Regions from separate parts of the Zea mays genome. Here region 2 is linked to region 1. Evidence: chromatin contacts called from public Hi-C data. All regions are on one chromosome and are shown on one strand. The core of a region is the stretch at or near the end of the contact, and the rest is flanking DNA. Distances in the headings are between cores, read along the strand shown. Region 1 holds the start of LOC100279318 (eukaryotic translation initiation factor 3 subunit 6-interacting protein). Region 2 holds the start of LOC100277859.

What was found. Hi-C and Micro-C count contacts between places; a contact is called where the count stands out from the background.
Region 2: a contact with region 1 is called in a Hi-C map of tassel, with 2.4 times the contacts expected there. The contact joins the promoter of LOC100277859 here to the promoter of LOC100279318 in region 1. A contact is called at or near these places in 2 of 25 Hi-C or Micro-C datasets (ear and tassel).

Annotation. Positions count from the first base shown.
Region 1 is chr8:29,065,704-29,073,510 of Zm-B73-REFERENCE-NAM-5.0, reverse strand. LOC100279318 (eukaryotic translation initiation factor 3 subunit 6-interacting protein) reads left to right here and starts at 5,000. Exons shown (of 7, transcript NM_001152339.1): 1 at 5,000-5,602; 2 at 5,723-6,054; 3 at 7,281-7,620; 4 at 7,778-7,807. The coding sequence starts at 5,069. LOC100279184 (Putative VHS/GAT domain containing family protein) reads right to left here and starts at 4,635. Exons shown (of 10, transcript NM_001349010.1): 1 at 4,134-4,635; 2 at 3,171-3,249; 3 at 2,401-2,499; 4 at 2,201-2,314; 5 at 1,953-2,092; 6 at 841-922. The coding sequence starts at 4,234.
Region 2 is chr8:29,550,910-29,558,716 of Zm-B73-REFERENCE-NAM-5.0, reverse strand. LOC100277859 reads right to left here and starts at 4,922. Exons shown (of 5, transcript NM_001151318.1): 1 at 4,481-4,922; 2 at 2,736-3,488; 3 at 1,279-1,434; 4 at 137-1,051. The coding sequence starts at 4,687.

The sequences.
Region 1 (7,807 bases), core at 3,751-6,250:
TTAAACGTTTAAACTTAGTTTCAACTTAGTTTAAACGTAGTTTTAAACAACATAGGAAAAATACCAATACATCATAATTTCAGACAATTATATGAAGTTAAATACCAAAACAGAGATGTTAGTGGCTTACAAAAACTCCACCCATAGCTGGATTGAACCCCAAAAGTAACTAATAGACTGGGTCCAAAAGTAGCTAATGGTCTAAAATGCATAAAACACTGCGTTTTACAGTTTAGAACGCCAAAACGCTAAAACGTAGTTTCAATCTCTAATTAGAGTTTTGATGTAGTTTAAACATCGTTTAAACGTAGTTTTAATAACACTGCTAGCGACCATAACATTATCACTTATTAGTAATATAGTAGGGCACTATTGCTTGAGTATGACATAAATTAAATACTGGGAGTAAACCAAGTAAATTATAAATCACACGGGAGTGCCCAGGACGTAAATTGAACCCCATAAGGATGTTCATAGACATAAAATTGAAGGTAGGCATGTTAACAATTATCTGTGTGCATCAGTATCAGCCCTTACTATATACACACTATAACTCAGTACATGGTAATGGTAGGATCCAGTACATAGCATTTAATGCATAAAGATGTTCCATAGTTGGCATGCTCTTAAAAAAATACAAGGTCATTTAACTAAAACTGGTCAGCAGTTGGCACAAATTTCTCAAAATAAAACAAGATGGACAATTCGCTTTATATAAATAAACCCATAATAAGAATGGCGTGCTTCACTGGTTGAAACTTCAAAACTTATACAGGAAAGAGGTCAATGTTTCTATGCAGCAAACATAAAAAATGAGGCAAGCTAAGACTACTTTGGTACCTCTCTGTTTCCTGGGTCTAAAGCATTCAGCATCTCAGCAAGTACATCCATAATACCACAAGCGTTATGAATCTCCGACATGCTGAAAATATAGGCATTCATTCAGTATAAGCGCAGTCATGAAAACAACCCAGATGTATATAGTCTCAAAGGAAATTTGTATGTGCTGTACTTGCTGCTTTGCTCGCACGGTATCCTAAACTCAATAGCCAGTGGCATATACACAACTGTATCTCTTCTCATTGTGCTAACTAGCCATATATCCAATAAACAGACTCGAGAGGTTAAGAAACTAGCTGTCATGGGCATCATAGGGAGCGGTCACCACCATGCAGTCCGCACCCGCAGGAAAGGAAAGAATAAGATTGAGATGAGCTGGGATAAGGCTAGAGAATAAGATTGAGATGAGAGAATTGTGGAGAGTTGGTTAGCAGCAGATAAGTTCAAGAAAGTAGGAGTTAGTTGAGAGTTTGTAGGAGAAGTTGGTTAGACATAGGGCTATTTATAAGCCGCATGGCAGCAGGGAATAAATCAAGCAAGATCATTATCAAATCAATCCCTCTCTCTTGCAATGACCCTCTCAAGCGCCTAGGGCTGCTACCCTAGAACCAAGCCTGCGGCAGAGGGGTATAACCTCGCCGGAGAAGACAGCTATCCCCATGGACCGAAGGTCCATGACACTAGCTATGATGTCTTAATGTCAGAATATGTAAAAACGGTCATCTGGATATATTGAGTAGTATACTCTGTTCTTGAACCTACTACCACTAACAACCTGAGTTTTTTTACACGAACATTCAAGCCATCTTGAGCGCATGAAGCAAGTCGATGATACATAATCAAATAACAAGCAGAAACTAGAAAATATGACGATATATCAAACAATCCTCTATCGTTTTGTTTAACTGCACACCCTCACCTCATAACATGAACCAGACCACAATCTAAAACTAGAAATATCACAATCATTGCACACAGTATTATATTGTTTTGTAGATTATGTGCTAGTAAGAGACAGTAGTGAAAGAATTAAATGTTAAGCTATTTAAGTGTAGAGGAGAACAGATAGAAAAAGACATCGAGACACAAAATAAAATGTAAAAAAAGCACACCTCAAAGCAGGAAAATCATTGGCAGCAGAAGATTCCGCTTCCTGTTGGTCAGGACTACGCATATTCCTTGCTGCCTGAGACTGGCCATTAAACAAAGGTGCAGGTTTCTCGGGTCTCTTCGGGAATTCAGCTCCAGCACGCTGCCAGACAGAAACATAAGATCATAATCTTGTCAAACACACCACAAATCAAATGAGCCAATTGAAAATTTTTGAAGCAATAAATTGACTCGAGCTTCAAAATTATACCACCAACTCATGGTATGCTGCATAGTATTGTGGATATCTTGCATGTGATCCCCCAAACACGTCTTGCCATGTATCTATCAGCACCAATACCTTCTCTTTAACACGAGGATCAGACTGTAACATGAAAACAAAATGCCATCAGAAACCAGCAGTTCATTAGAATAAGAACTACAGTTTTGCAAGCATGAAGCATATTGAACCTTTTTCTTCACTATCTTCACCATATCATGCAATATATCTCTCTCTGCAACATGCATGTGAAGTATATCCCCACAATTTTTTATAACAGTTTCCAACAGCTGAAATATAGAGATATCATCAGCAAGACAATGCTAACATTTTGGCAATAGCTAAATATTAAATTTAAAAATCATCATAACAAAATTATACATGTTCTACACCATATACATATCCTGGACCTCTACAAACATACAAAATACAACAGATGTATTGAGCCTCAACAATTCAAAAGAATTGGGTGTTGGTGTTTGTATTCCTTTGGTGGTTTTAACAAGGAAACAAAATGCGCAAGTTAAAGTTATTAGGATCTCATGAATAAACTAAATAGTAAAAAACAGTCGGAATAGCCTACCACCAATTCCTAGTAAGAATAGACAAAATGTGTTCACTGTGCTCAGTTATCCTGATAGTGTAGCAGAATGTATGAGTATGATCATGAGCAACTGCATATGCAATGAAGCATAGGACAAATGACGGGAACATAAATTGGAACATGGTTGAACATATAACAAAAGTGCAACACATAACTTAGCAGATGATCAGGTGTTTGATTTGTGAAAGCAAGACACAAAACGACAGAAAAAAATCTTCAACAGTTACCAGTGCCAGAGGATCACGTGTTCGATTTTGTGGAAGCACAATACAAAACAATAAAAAAGTCTTTGACAGTTACTAATAGCCTACCACACGTAAGACATAAAAGTAAATGACAAGTCACAGACAGACTTACAGTTAGTGCAAGAAGTTGAACTTTTGGATTCTTGTGGCCAATCCGTTTCTTTAGTGCCTTGACGACATCTTTTGATTGCCTGTTACAAGCATAGATATGGACAATCAATAACAGAATGACAGCAGGGCAAAGCAAATTAAATGGGCTTCTGTTTCAGCAGAAACGAAATGAACATGAGCAACCTAGTGCAAGCTATATCATTTCAGTCCAGTAGAATGTTTGATATTCAGTCCCAATTCTTGGCCATGAACCAAATAAAAACAAAGTGCATCATTTGCCAGCAGATTCAGATACTCAAATATATTGTCATATGCGGAATCAAAACATTTGGACTGAAAATATGGAAACCAGAATACAGTATCTTCCCCATATTCCCACTGGTCTACCTCTATTTTTTTTTTTGCCATTTGTAAAATCGTCTGTGGATATTTTCCCTCATAGATGCAGCGCGCTGTGATTGATCAGGAAAAGTATGTTACAGCACCTAGTTAGGATACAGTAAGGGCCCCTCTCGTGTAGCATTCCCTTTTGCCACACGACCTAATCAGCAAATGGAGCATGGACAGTTATTTCCAAACCAGGGATTGCTCAATTATGATTTGAACAATGATGACCCAATGAAGCCCCCCCCCCCCCCCCCCCCCCCCCCCACCTCTACTGTGCGATCGGAGACTACTAACAGTTTAAAAAAATGACTACACGACGTGAGAATGCAAACGGAGCAAGGCAGGTACATTGCAGAGTCAGAAATGATGATCCTGGCAGAGACGCATGTGGCGGGTAGCTCAATTCGAGCAGCCTGGACCCCCTCTAGTTGGAACCTAACTCCGAGAAGGGTGAGCGCGTAAAACCACAACTGATCGCAGGCGCGATTGAGAATCTCGCGGGGATAGGGAGGGAATCTGATGGCGGGAGCAGCCCGAATCCGAGACAGGTCAGGGTAGCGGGAGAGGGGGTCCGTACCCGGGGTCGCGGTTGCAGATGTCGCAGATCTCCATGTTCTTAGCCCAGTCCGGGCCGATGAGCATGTCTCTGGTGGCGCGGTCCACCATGGAACCAGCCATGGCGGGCGGGGGGAACGGTCGGAGGGAGGCCCGGTGGCGGGGCGGCCGCTGCTGGCCGGATTGGGATCGGCAGCGAGCGGATGGCGCTCGCCCGTGCCCGAAACCACCCGCACCAGGCAAGTTGGCCGCGCACCTCTCTGTGACTGTCTTCCCCCTTTCTTTTTTGCCCCCACCCTCTGACTTTGTGGGGGCTGCAAAAATTAGGTACCTGCACGGCGACCACAGTGGCTCGCTCGCTGGCTGCCGCGCTCCGGGTGGCCGGAGAGGAGGACGTGCCTGCGACTGCGGCTGCGGCGGATCGGAGATGGGGATGCCGGTGGCGGGCGTGAATGGATGTTTCGTTGGAACCGACGGATCTGGCTCTGGCTGGTTGCTTTCGCAGCGGCGTGAGCTGTCCAGTCCAACGCGGACGCGGCGGAGGAATCCTCTCTCTTTCCCGTGAGCAGTGCCCCGTTGGGTTCGTCCGTGCCGTGCGTGTCACCGAATCTGAACCGGAGGCCGGTGCTCCGTGCTCGTGGGACTCGGGAGGGAGGACGCCTCGACGGCGACCCGGCAGCCGCCCGGCCCTCCCTTCCCTCGCGGCTTGCGCCAACCCAAACCCACCAAATGCACCTCGCAGGCCGGCCCAACCTGCAAAAGGCGCCAGTAAGTAGGCCCACGCCTCACCCTACGGCCCACGTAGCAAGCAGCCGCAAAGCTCCCATCTCTCTCACACACACACACTGACACAACACCCAGCCAAGAGCCAGGCAAGCAAAACAATAGGGCTTCATCCCACCGCGCGCCACCGGACCTTGAACGGTTGAACCCCCCTGCCTCCCCAGTTCCCCAGCCATGGCGGCGGCCCCCTACGACCGGGAGGACGGTCTGCAGCCGTCGGCGCCGCCGCACGCGGTGGACGCTTACGATCCCAGCTACGTGCCGGACTCCGTCAAGACCTTCGTGGTGCACCTGTACCGCCACATCCGGGACAAGAACGTCTACGAGATCCACCAGATGTACGAGGGCGGCTTCCAGCGCCTCTCCGACCGCCTCTTCCGCGACGCTCCCTGGCCCTCCGCGGAGGCCGTCGCACCCTACTGCGACGGCGATCCCGTCTTCCTCCTCCTCTACCGCGAGCTCTGGTACCGCCACGCCCACGCCCGCCTCTCTCCGCTCACTGCCGCGCACCGCGCCGAGTCCTGGACCAACTACTGCGACCTCTTCAGAGTCGTCCTTCACGGCGTCGTCAACATGCAGCTGCCCAACCAGTGGCTCTGGGACATGGTCGACGAGTTTGTCTACCAGTTCCAGAGCTGCTGCCAATACCGCGCCAAGCTCAAGACCAAGACGGAGGACGAGCTCAACCAGCTCAAGCAGTTCGACAAGGTTGCTAGTACTTGTCTTGTCTTCCCTTTCCCTTTCTTGCCAGGTGCATGACTCCAACAAATGCCCAAAAAATGGCAGTGAATCACGGCTCTGCTCTCCCTAAATCAAACGTACCTGCAGGCGTGGAACGTGTACGGGGTCCTCAACTACCTGCAGGCGCTGGTCGAGAAGTCCATGATCACACAGATCCTCGAGAGGGAGAAGGAGGGCCTGGAGCAGTTCACCGCCACCGATGGCTACGACTACGAGGGCGGGAGCAACGTGCTCAAGGTGCTCGGCTACTACAGCATGATTGGCCTCCTCAGGATACACTGCCTCCTTGGGGATTACCACACTGGCCTCAAGTGCCTCGGTCCCATCGACCTCAACCAGCAAGGGGTCTACAGCATTGTCATCGGGAGCCACATTTCCACCATCTATCACTATGGCTTCGCAAACCTTATGATGCGCAGGTGTGGCAAACCTACTTTTCTGATCACTATGGCCTACGATTGTTTAGAACCTAGTGCATTGAGGTTGGCACACATAGTTTTGATACCTTTAGTACAAGAAATAATGGAACCCCTAGTATTATACCTTCTTACAATCAGGTTTGAAGCCAGGATTTGAGATATGGGGTGGGGGTGGGGGACTGCTTACAATCTTATTGAGGATATCTGCGGAATGATTAGACATTGCTGAAACATTCTCTCATACTGGCATATGAGACTTACAAAAACAACGACGAAGCCTTTTAGTCCTAAACCAGTTGGGGTAGGCTAGAGTTCAAACCCAACATAAACCATTAATCAAGGTTCAGGCACATGGATTATTTTCCATGCACTCCTATTCAAGGTTAAATCTTTGGGTATATTCCACCATTTCAAGTCTTTTTTTACTGCCTATTACCATGTCAACTTCAGTGTTCTCCTGTCTCTCTTCTCATTGCTATTGCGCCTTAGGATACCACTATGCATTGGTGCCTCTGAAGGATTTTGTTGTACATGTTCAAACCATCTCAACTAGTGTTGGACAAGCTGTTGTTTAATTTGTGTTACCCCTGGCGCATCATGTATATCATCCTCTTGTTACATAGAACACAAACACTAGATGCTTGGCGGCACTTCATCCACTCTGTTTTGATTCTATGGCTAACATCTTTATCAATATCTCCTTCTCTACATACAATTGATCCTAAATACCAAAAGATATTCTTCCTAGGCACTATGATCTTTCAAACTACTATGTCCTTCCTCATGTGTAGTAGTGCTGAAGTCGCATATCATTTATTCAGTTTTAGTTCTACCAAGTCTAAAACCTTTAGAGTTTAGACTCTAGAGTCTCCCGTCATCAACTAACACTACATAGCCCGCCAAAAGCATACGAGACCTACAAGATTCATTTTTTATTTATCATACACCCAAAGTTAAGGGGATTGGTATTGCATATCGTAAGGTTGCAACAGTTTGGCGCTCTATATTATAATTCTGGTGCTCTCAACAATAACATCATCAGCTAATTTAGTTATACTACCTAAGCAATGCTAAATGCTTCATTTATGAAACAATTTTCCAGCTAGACAGGTGAACCATTTCATTTTATTGCCCCCAAGATTTCTACATGCTTTCTTGGGATGGAATTACCCAAGATGTTTAATTCTTGTTGCTCATAAACGCAATTTTTTTGGGGGTAAATCTAGGTATGTTGAGGCCACTCGTGAATTCAACAAGATTCTTCTGTATATCCTCAAGTACAAGCAGTATCATCAGAAGTCCCCTCAGTATGATCAGATACTGAAGAAAAATGAGCAGATGTATGCACTGTTGGTGATTTGCCTATCTTTGTGCCCACAGAACAAGCTCATTGATGAAAATGTTAGCACCCAGCTGAAAGAAAAGTATAACGACAAGATGACAAAGATGCAGAGGTATGATGATGAAGCATACGCTGCTTATGATGAGCTATTTTCGTATGCTTGCCCCAAGTTCATTACACCATCACCTCCAGTGCTGGACCAGCCGCTAACAAACTATAACCAGGTAATTTTGCTTCATTTAATGTTGCTGTCCGTTTGCCTCATCAGTATTTTTTGTTTTGTATAGGGTCATACACTTACTGTACATTAATGTTCTTCACTTCATCTATAGGCTCTAACTTACCACAAGGTTCTAAAAGGTTTTGTGGTTGCTGCAACAGGATGCATACCGTCTACAGTTGAAGCTGTTT
Region 2 (7,807 bases), core at 3,673-6,172, 490 kb before region 1:
TTACTAGCTTTCAAATCATTGAATCATTAGTTAGATACTACGCATCAACAATGTTAGAATATCCTAAATTTATTTCTAGTTGTAAATAATGCAAGGCAAGAAACTAATTACTAGATAGAATTATAGAAATACATACCGAAACAAAATCAAAAGCTCTAGTGTCATCTTTCTTCGAACTGCTCATCGCTGCAACATGATTTTGAGGTTGATTACTTGAATTGAAAATATCTGGAAGCACTGATGCATTTCCACTGTTCATCGAATTGAAAGAAGAATTCCCAAGTTCAGCATTGAAATTTCCAAAATTTTGCAGTAACTGCTGCTGCTGAGCAAGAAGAATCCCCATAGCACCATAATTTAATTGTTGCCCAGGAAATGATTGATTGAGCATCATATGTTGAGGGAAGCTGTACTGCAAGGGAGTCTGCTGCTGTTGGTAAAACGAGTTTTGACCAACAATGCCATTCAATGCTGCAGCACTTGCCACATGGCCGATCTCATTGTTTGTATCAAAGAACTGTGAACCACTGAAGGTGCTATTGGGTTCTGCTTTAACTGGAGGATGAGCCTGACCTGTTCCATTAAGGTTCAAACCAGACATCAAATCATTGACAGTTCCTTGGTCAGTAACACTACCTTGGATGAAAGAATCAGGGGGGCTGCCAAAGATATCTGGTAATTCATTTTTGTTTGATGAAGAACTGCCGTGCATGGTAGCTGATGATTTTTCTTCTACTATCAATCCTGAGAAGAGATCATTAGTCTCCTTAGCCTCTACCTCATGGAACGATACATCTGCAAATGGATCGCTTCCATTGCTATCAGCAGTGACACTTGTATCAGCAATAGGTTCACCACCAAGCAAATCATCAACTGAAGAAACATATGCTTTCCCAGTATTTTTTTGTCCATTGCTTTCCTGTCCAGAACTTGTTGCCAGACCATCTTGATCACCTGTATCGATCAAATCAGGCATCTGAACAGGTGTGGCCATTGCAGATTTTGTTGCTGTGGTTCCAGTAGGCTCTTCCCCAATCAGCATATTCAAGACCTAAAAAAAGTAACAAGTACCTAATTACATGCCAATGATTGGCAATAGAAACAAGTTTTCACAAAGAAACAGTGTTTAAAAATATAACACAGAAAATATGAGATCAACGGTAGTTTCAAGGAAACAGAAGGTAAGTTATTTTCTTTTTTCTTTGATGATGGACAAGTAGCATGCAGAAGTATTCTACATAATAGAAGTCCAGTTTTGAGTTTTCCAAGCAGACTCACCTTTGAGGCCTTCTCTCTGAGAGAAACCTGTGGCAGCTCAGAGCATTTAACAACAGAAGCTGTGTTCTCAATGAAATATGAAGCAATGATAGAATAAGGATCAGTATCCTGTTTCCTTACAATGGCTTCCAACACACAAATAGCCTTCATGCGAACCTGAGAAGTACACAAATACACTGAATATTTATGAACTATTGAAAAAATTTACTGGAAATGTTTGGTTAACAAAAAGCAAACAAACTACTCCCTCCAGTCCTAAAAAAGAAGTCGTTTTGGAATTTGGACAAGGTTTGAGTCAAACATATAAAACTTTGACTACTAATTACAGTTTTGTTATTTAGTTTTGAAATCTAATAGTCATATATATAGATTTATCTTAAAAAGTACTTTTTCAAAGTATAAATATATTAAGAGTTATTTGTATTTAAAAAAAACATTGGTCAAAGCTATATTTTGGAGACCGTATCACTGTCCTAAATGACTTGTATTTTGATACCGGAGGGAGTATGTGTTAAGGACAACTAAACCCACTCACAAATACCAGCTGCAAGGCAAACAAACCAGACAACACCACTTACAAATTTAAGGTTTCCAGCTGGCTGCCTAATATGTAATATCTCTCTCTACTATATTTAAGTGGGAATTTCTTCGCGTGTCTCCCTCCCACGCGCACCGCCAAAAAATACAAAAAATAAGCACACAACATGGGGTTCAAACCCTCTCTCTCACAGGCTTAGCTTCTAACCATTGGAATACATATTTGTTTGTGTTTTACAAAAGATAGATATTGTAAATATTGTGAATATAGAAACCGTAGTTAAGACACGGGCAACCGACTAGTCATGATTAATCTGCCAGCCTGTATGATAAATACTCTAAACATATTGTGAACTGCAATGCAACAATAGTCATGCTTGCATAATATCCCTTGATTTCATGTAACTAAGTCAAGCATCAACACATTTTGTACATCTGTTCAATTACAGATTATGCCAACTGCACTGAACGTTGAACACTGAATTGGCAGTGCTGTTTCTCCATGAACTCTATTAAACCACTAATAGCACAAAATAAAAGCATAGAATAACATGAACAATAGTCATAGTGATCTATTTGATCTGTCCAAAGTAAAGATATACTGCATATTTCTCTTCTACCCAATTTTTTCCTTTGACACTGCTTATATATTTTCCCTTTGACATTTCTGGATAGCTTACTGCATTTCCAAGAATTCCCACAATAGCATTTAATCGAAATTCACAAGTGCATACATGTAAAACTTGAAGCAATAGCACAAGAAAAATTTATTTACCATCGGTTTCTGGATAGTTAGGATTTAGGAACCATGACATGGCACTAGTTTCGACATACTATATGTTAAATGGCTAATGTGCATAAGGAATTAAGGATCATAAGGGGTGAAACTAAACAGAAATGAGTGAAGCGTCTAAACTCACCTGCCATAATGGGGAATTCAGTTTGTTTTCAAGTGCGCGGCTCAAGGCAACTGCATCCAATTTGGAAGCTTCTGTTAAAAAAACCCGCAGAGCATCTCGCGTTGGTTGCAATCGCACACCACTTGCAGTAACAATTGTCTCCAGAAGTCTTTCTTCACGAGTTTTAACCCCTGGTTGACTTGAGCTAGTATCATCGGATGGTGCAGAACTGGAAGTCGGACCCCAAGAACCAGAAGCTACGTTCTTTGAAGCATCAGATGAGGCACGGCTCTCACTTTGAATTTCACTTGGATCATACCGGCCATATTTTTCAGATTCTGTGGTTAAAGACCTACGTAGATTAGGGCTCTTGTATGTGCTGCCGTTGTCATTTATCATTATTGCATGCGCTGCAGCGAAGTTGCTCAAACCCTGCTTGATGGATGCACTTCCAATACCCACTACTTCGCTAAGTTCACTAAGGAAAGACTTCTTTTCATCTCTAGATGGCTCGTAATTAGTATTTCCAAAGCCTTGTATGCGCTTGCCAAGACTTTCGGTTGCGACAGCAGGTTTAGGGTCCTCTGTGGAGAAAATTGCAGCAATAGCCTCATTCGCAGTTTCCCGAACAGCCTTATTAAGGGCATCCCCTCTTAAGGGGTCAGGGTGGCCTTTGTAATGAACTAGTTGGCGTATAGCCGCTGAGTGCCTTTGCATCTCCCTCTTGAAATCAGTACCAGATTTTCCAATTGCGTATTTGATCAACCGTAAAGCCTGGAGAGCAAATATAAAAAAAGAGTCAAATATCACTGAGCTGGAAGACTATATGTTCAAAAAAGATTCAACGTGCAATGTTCATGAAAAACATGTCCAAAAAAGATTCAACAGGCATTGTTCATGAAAAACAAGATGAAATTAATGCAGGTACAATTTCCAATGCAAGCACATGCGCTCCCATAGACAGCAACTACCATATAATGACAGGAAGGGAGAATTGGGCAATCCTGGTTTCAGTATTTGTATGATTATATAATTGTATGCTTAAGCTAACATGGTATATGCACTGGATACAAAAACTGAAACTCTATTATGTCCTTCGAAATAATTTGGATCACCCTAGAGAGGTCCTGTTATGTATCCAGAAAAAATAAGACAAAGATATGCTATTTATGAGGTCCTGTTATGTATCCAGAAAAACTAGAATAAAGATATCCTGGCTTTATTATATTCACCCACAGAATCACATAAATCTAATTATATTCCTGATAGCCACCAGCACCTAATCTACACGAGTCAAACTGTCCACATGAACCATCCTCAGATACATAGAGCCATGGAGCATTGATAAAGGAAAACAATCATATGAGTGCACCATAAAACAATCACACGACCCATCTAGTGACCATAGTAATCTCTCAATCGGACATGACTCAGGCATGTCATACTGATAAAAACCAACCCCCTCTGAAGCTAAATGAACCCTTGGTTTGTCTCAAACTCTTGAGACACTGAACAAGTAACCAGAAAACACATAACTTGGAACCACCCCCCCCCCCCCCCCCCCTCCCAGGTAATTCGGCTCCCAGCCTCCCACATCGGACTACCCGTTTCAAGTCACTCCTACTTGGTCAGATCAGATTACGGCGAGCAGTATGACACCACCGGTGCCGGCGATGCAAGGAATAACAGTCGTGCCCCACCAGTAGCAGCATCCCTCGACAGACAAGGCAACAACGCACCCGGGGTCCAGACCCAGGGGCACCCACCTTTTGCTTAACAAGGGAGCTCTTGTTGTCGAGGCGCTTGAGGACGAAGTCGGCGACCTCCTTGACGATGCTGGCGTCGGAGGCACGCAGGAGCTCGCAGATCTCCTCGAGCTTGTAGACGGGCGCGACCTTGTCGTCGTCCGCCGTGACGCCGTCCACCATCCGCGAGCGCCAGTACGACTCCACCGCCCGCCGGCTCTGATCCATGGCTGCTGCCCCGATCGGAGGGGGACCGAACCCACCACGGTCGCGGCCGAATCGGAGGGCTGGCCGGGATCTGGGATTGGGATGGGAAGGGGGTGGGGGCGTGGACCGGGTCCGCTCGTCGACGAGGAGAGGCGTGGAGGGAGGGTTGCGGGTGAGCCGAGCGGCACGGGCACGTGCCGCCGGAGGAACGAGGGAGGTGGACCGTGGAAGGTTCTAGAGAATGGCGCGCGGGTCTGCCTGCCTTTTGCCCTTCTTGTGCCTTCCTGCAATCCTGCCTGTGCAACCAACAACCACAACAACGGTTTCGCTTTCTTCCCGGTCCCAATACTAGCAGGGAAATTTTGCTTTCTCGTGTCATGTGGCTGCCACAATACGACTGTGACTGCGACGGCAAGTGGTTTTACTTCCTTTTTTTTGATATTTGTACCCTGATGAGAAGAAATCCGGCTGAATTCGTGCTGGGCTTTGAGATTTGACTGAATTTCTGCTGACTTCAACTTGAGATTTGATGTTTTTGCGTGTAAAACCTGACCTGGCCAAGCGTACCACAAACCTTCAGAATAGAGGTACAGCGTTACGTGTGCGTGTTGAACGAATTACCAAGCGCATCCAACTGATCATGTAATACAAAACTTCCCGTCTTCCCACTGTATCACGGAACAAAACAAGAAACACAGAACCTTCGATTCAATCCGTTAAGCACCATCTGTGACACTGGTATGGCCGAACGGTCCGGCATTGAGGTCCGGACGTTATGACCTGCGGACAGTCTAGCTATAGGCGCGGACGGTCCGCGATAGAATTAGATCAGGCGATTAGATTCATCTAGAAACGGGTCTAGACATCTCTCTATATATTAAGGTTACAGTCGATTAAAGAACCAACAATCGATCAAATAATCAATATATATTTGGTTCTTTGCATTTTGTCCTAGTAGTAGACAGTAACATAGTTTCATCTTCCTAATCTTCACCTCTATCCGGCTCAACGTCGTTTAGAGGCGTCTTTAGTGGCCACCCGATCCCAAGACAAACCTTAGGATCTCTTCTCCCCGACGGAGTCCCTCCCGGGAGCGAGATCCAGATGTTGTTGGCGAACTCCGTCGTCTCTGCGCACACGCGGACCGTCTGGTCACCAGGCCCGGACCGTCCGGCTTATCAGGCAGAAACTCTAGCTCTTGCGCCAGGTCGTGGACCGTCCGACCCTCGGTCACGGACCGTCCGCGCCTCTGCAAAGATCACCACCGCCGGTACTCATCGCAGTGATTGCAGGTCAGCGACAACACACTTTTTGGCGACTCAGCTGGGGACATCGCGTGAGGATCTTCATATCGGCGCTTAATGACCGGTTCAAAAGATAGCTTTGATGTCTCCCCAGCAACATAATTGAGCCAACTTGGGAAACCCTGCCGACTGAAGATCAGCATGAATTTGAGGAGCACAAGGAGCAGCTGATCAAGGAGACCCAGGTGAAGTTTCTAGCCAACTTCAAGGTGGACCGAAATTAAAAACTGGTCCGATAGCGGGCGACTGATCTGGCTTCGCTCCGACCTACTACAACTACCCCCAAAGTAAGTGAAAGTCGCCTACAGGGTGTGTGAATAGATGAAATCTATATCTTTGAACATGAACTTCACCCGGGGTAGGATTATAAACAAGTAATAATGAATTTGGAGTGTTGAAGAGAGTTCTTCTTGCTATGAGTTGCTTAATTAATACGGATGACTTTGGAAGCTAACTCAAAAGGTTGTGAGCAAGAGAACTTAGACAGAGAGGAGAGGAAGAATCAAATTGTAGGAAAATGATCAACACAAAAGAACACAACGATTTGTTTCCCGAGGTTCGGTTCCGAAGAACTTACTCCCCGTTGAGGAGGCTACGAAGGCCGGGTCTTTTTTAACCCTTTCCCTCTTTCAATCGATCACTTAGACCGGTTGAGTGCTTCTTCTTAATCTCAAGGATCACTAAGACCCCGCAAGGACCACCACACACTTAGGTGTCTCTTGCTAGCTTTACAGGTCACTAGAGAGTTTAGAAGGAGATGAAGAAAGCATGATTAAAAGCCAAACAACAAGAGCAACAAATGAAACACGAATCACACCCTCTCAAGTCACTAATCACTAATGATCACGTGTCTCAGTTGTGGCACTTGGAGAGGTTTGGAAGCTTTGAATGTGTCTTGGAATGGATTGCTTGCTCTTGCATTGAATGGGAGTGAATGGAAGGCTTGGATGTCTTAAATGTAGGTCGTTGGGGTTGTATTTATAGCTACCAACCACTTCCTAGTCATTGTCTCCTTTATACCAACCGCGCACGGTCCGCGCCCCTGGTCCGGACAGTCCGCCCCTGCACATCAACGGCTGAAATCGCAACGGTCAGCAGTAACGGCTATATCAACGGATATACTGCATTAAATGCATCATCATATGTCAAACAAAGCAGTCACGGACGGTCCGGCTGTGCACCCCGGACGGTCCGCGAGGACGCTTAAAAATCCATTTTACCGAACCCGTCACCTTCGGGTTTTTTCTGGTTTTTCAACGACTGGACGGTCCGAGCTTAGTACTGTATGGTGCTCTCTTTTCCTTCGGACAGTCCGCAGTGTAAACGCGTGATTTGCATAGTTCCTGTCCGAGCCTCACCCTGATGTCACGGACGGTCCGTCGGAGGGCCCCGGATGGTCCGCACACAGGTGAATTTTCCAAAAATCTTCTCCTATCCGAAATAATCTATGGTATTCCGGACAGTCGACTTAGAATTCATAAAGATGCACTTATGCACCTGAGAAACGATCAACTAGGCAAACTAGTTAGTCCATAAGATTTGTGGTGGTCGTCAAGAACCAAAATTGATTTATAGAAAATGGTTGAGGTCATTTCCCTTTCAGTAAGTGAAACAAACGAAATCCAATCCCTTAGATCTTACGTAGATGAGCAACAAGAACAAATGCAACGAATACTAGAGGTATGCAAGAGGATTATAAGAGGCTAGCACGTGCATTTGGTAAATCTCATGTTGCTAATTTTCCATCACACGAGGGTAATACTAGGGAAAATGCACGTGATCCATCAGTTGTAAATTGGCATGACCAATCCCAACCACTTTATGGGATGACGATAGA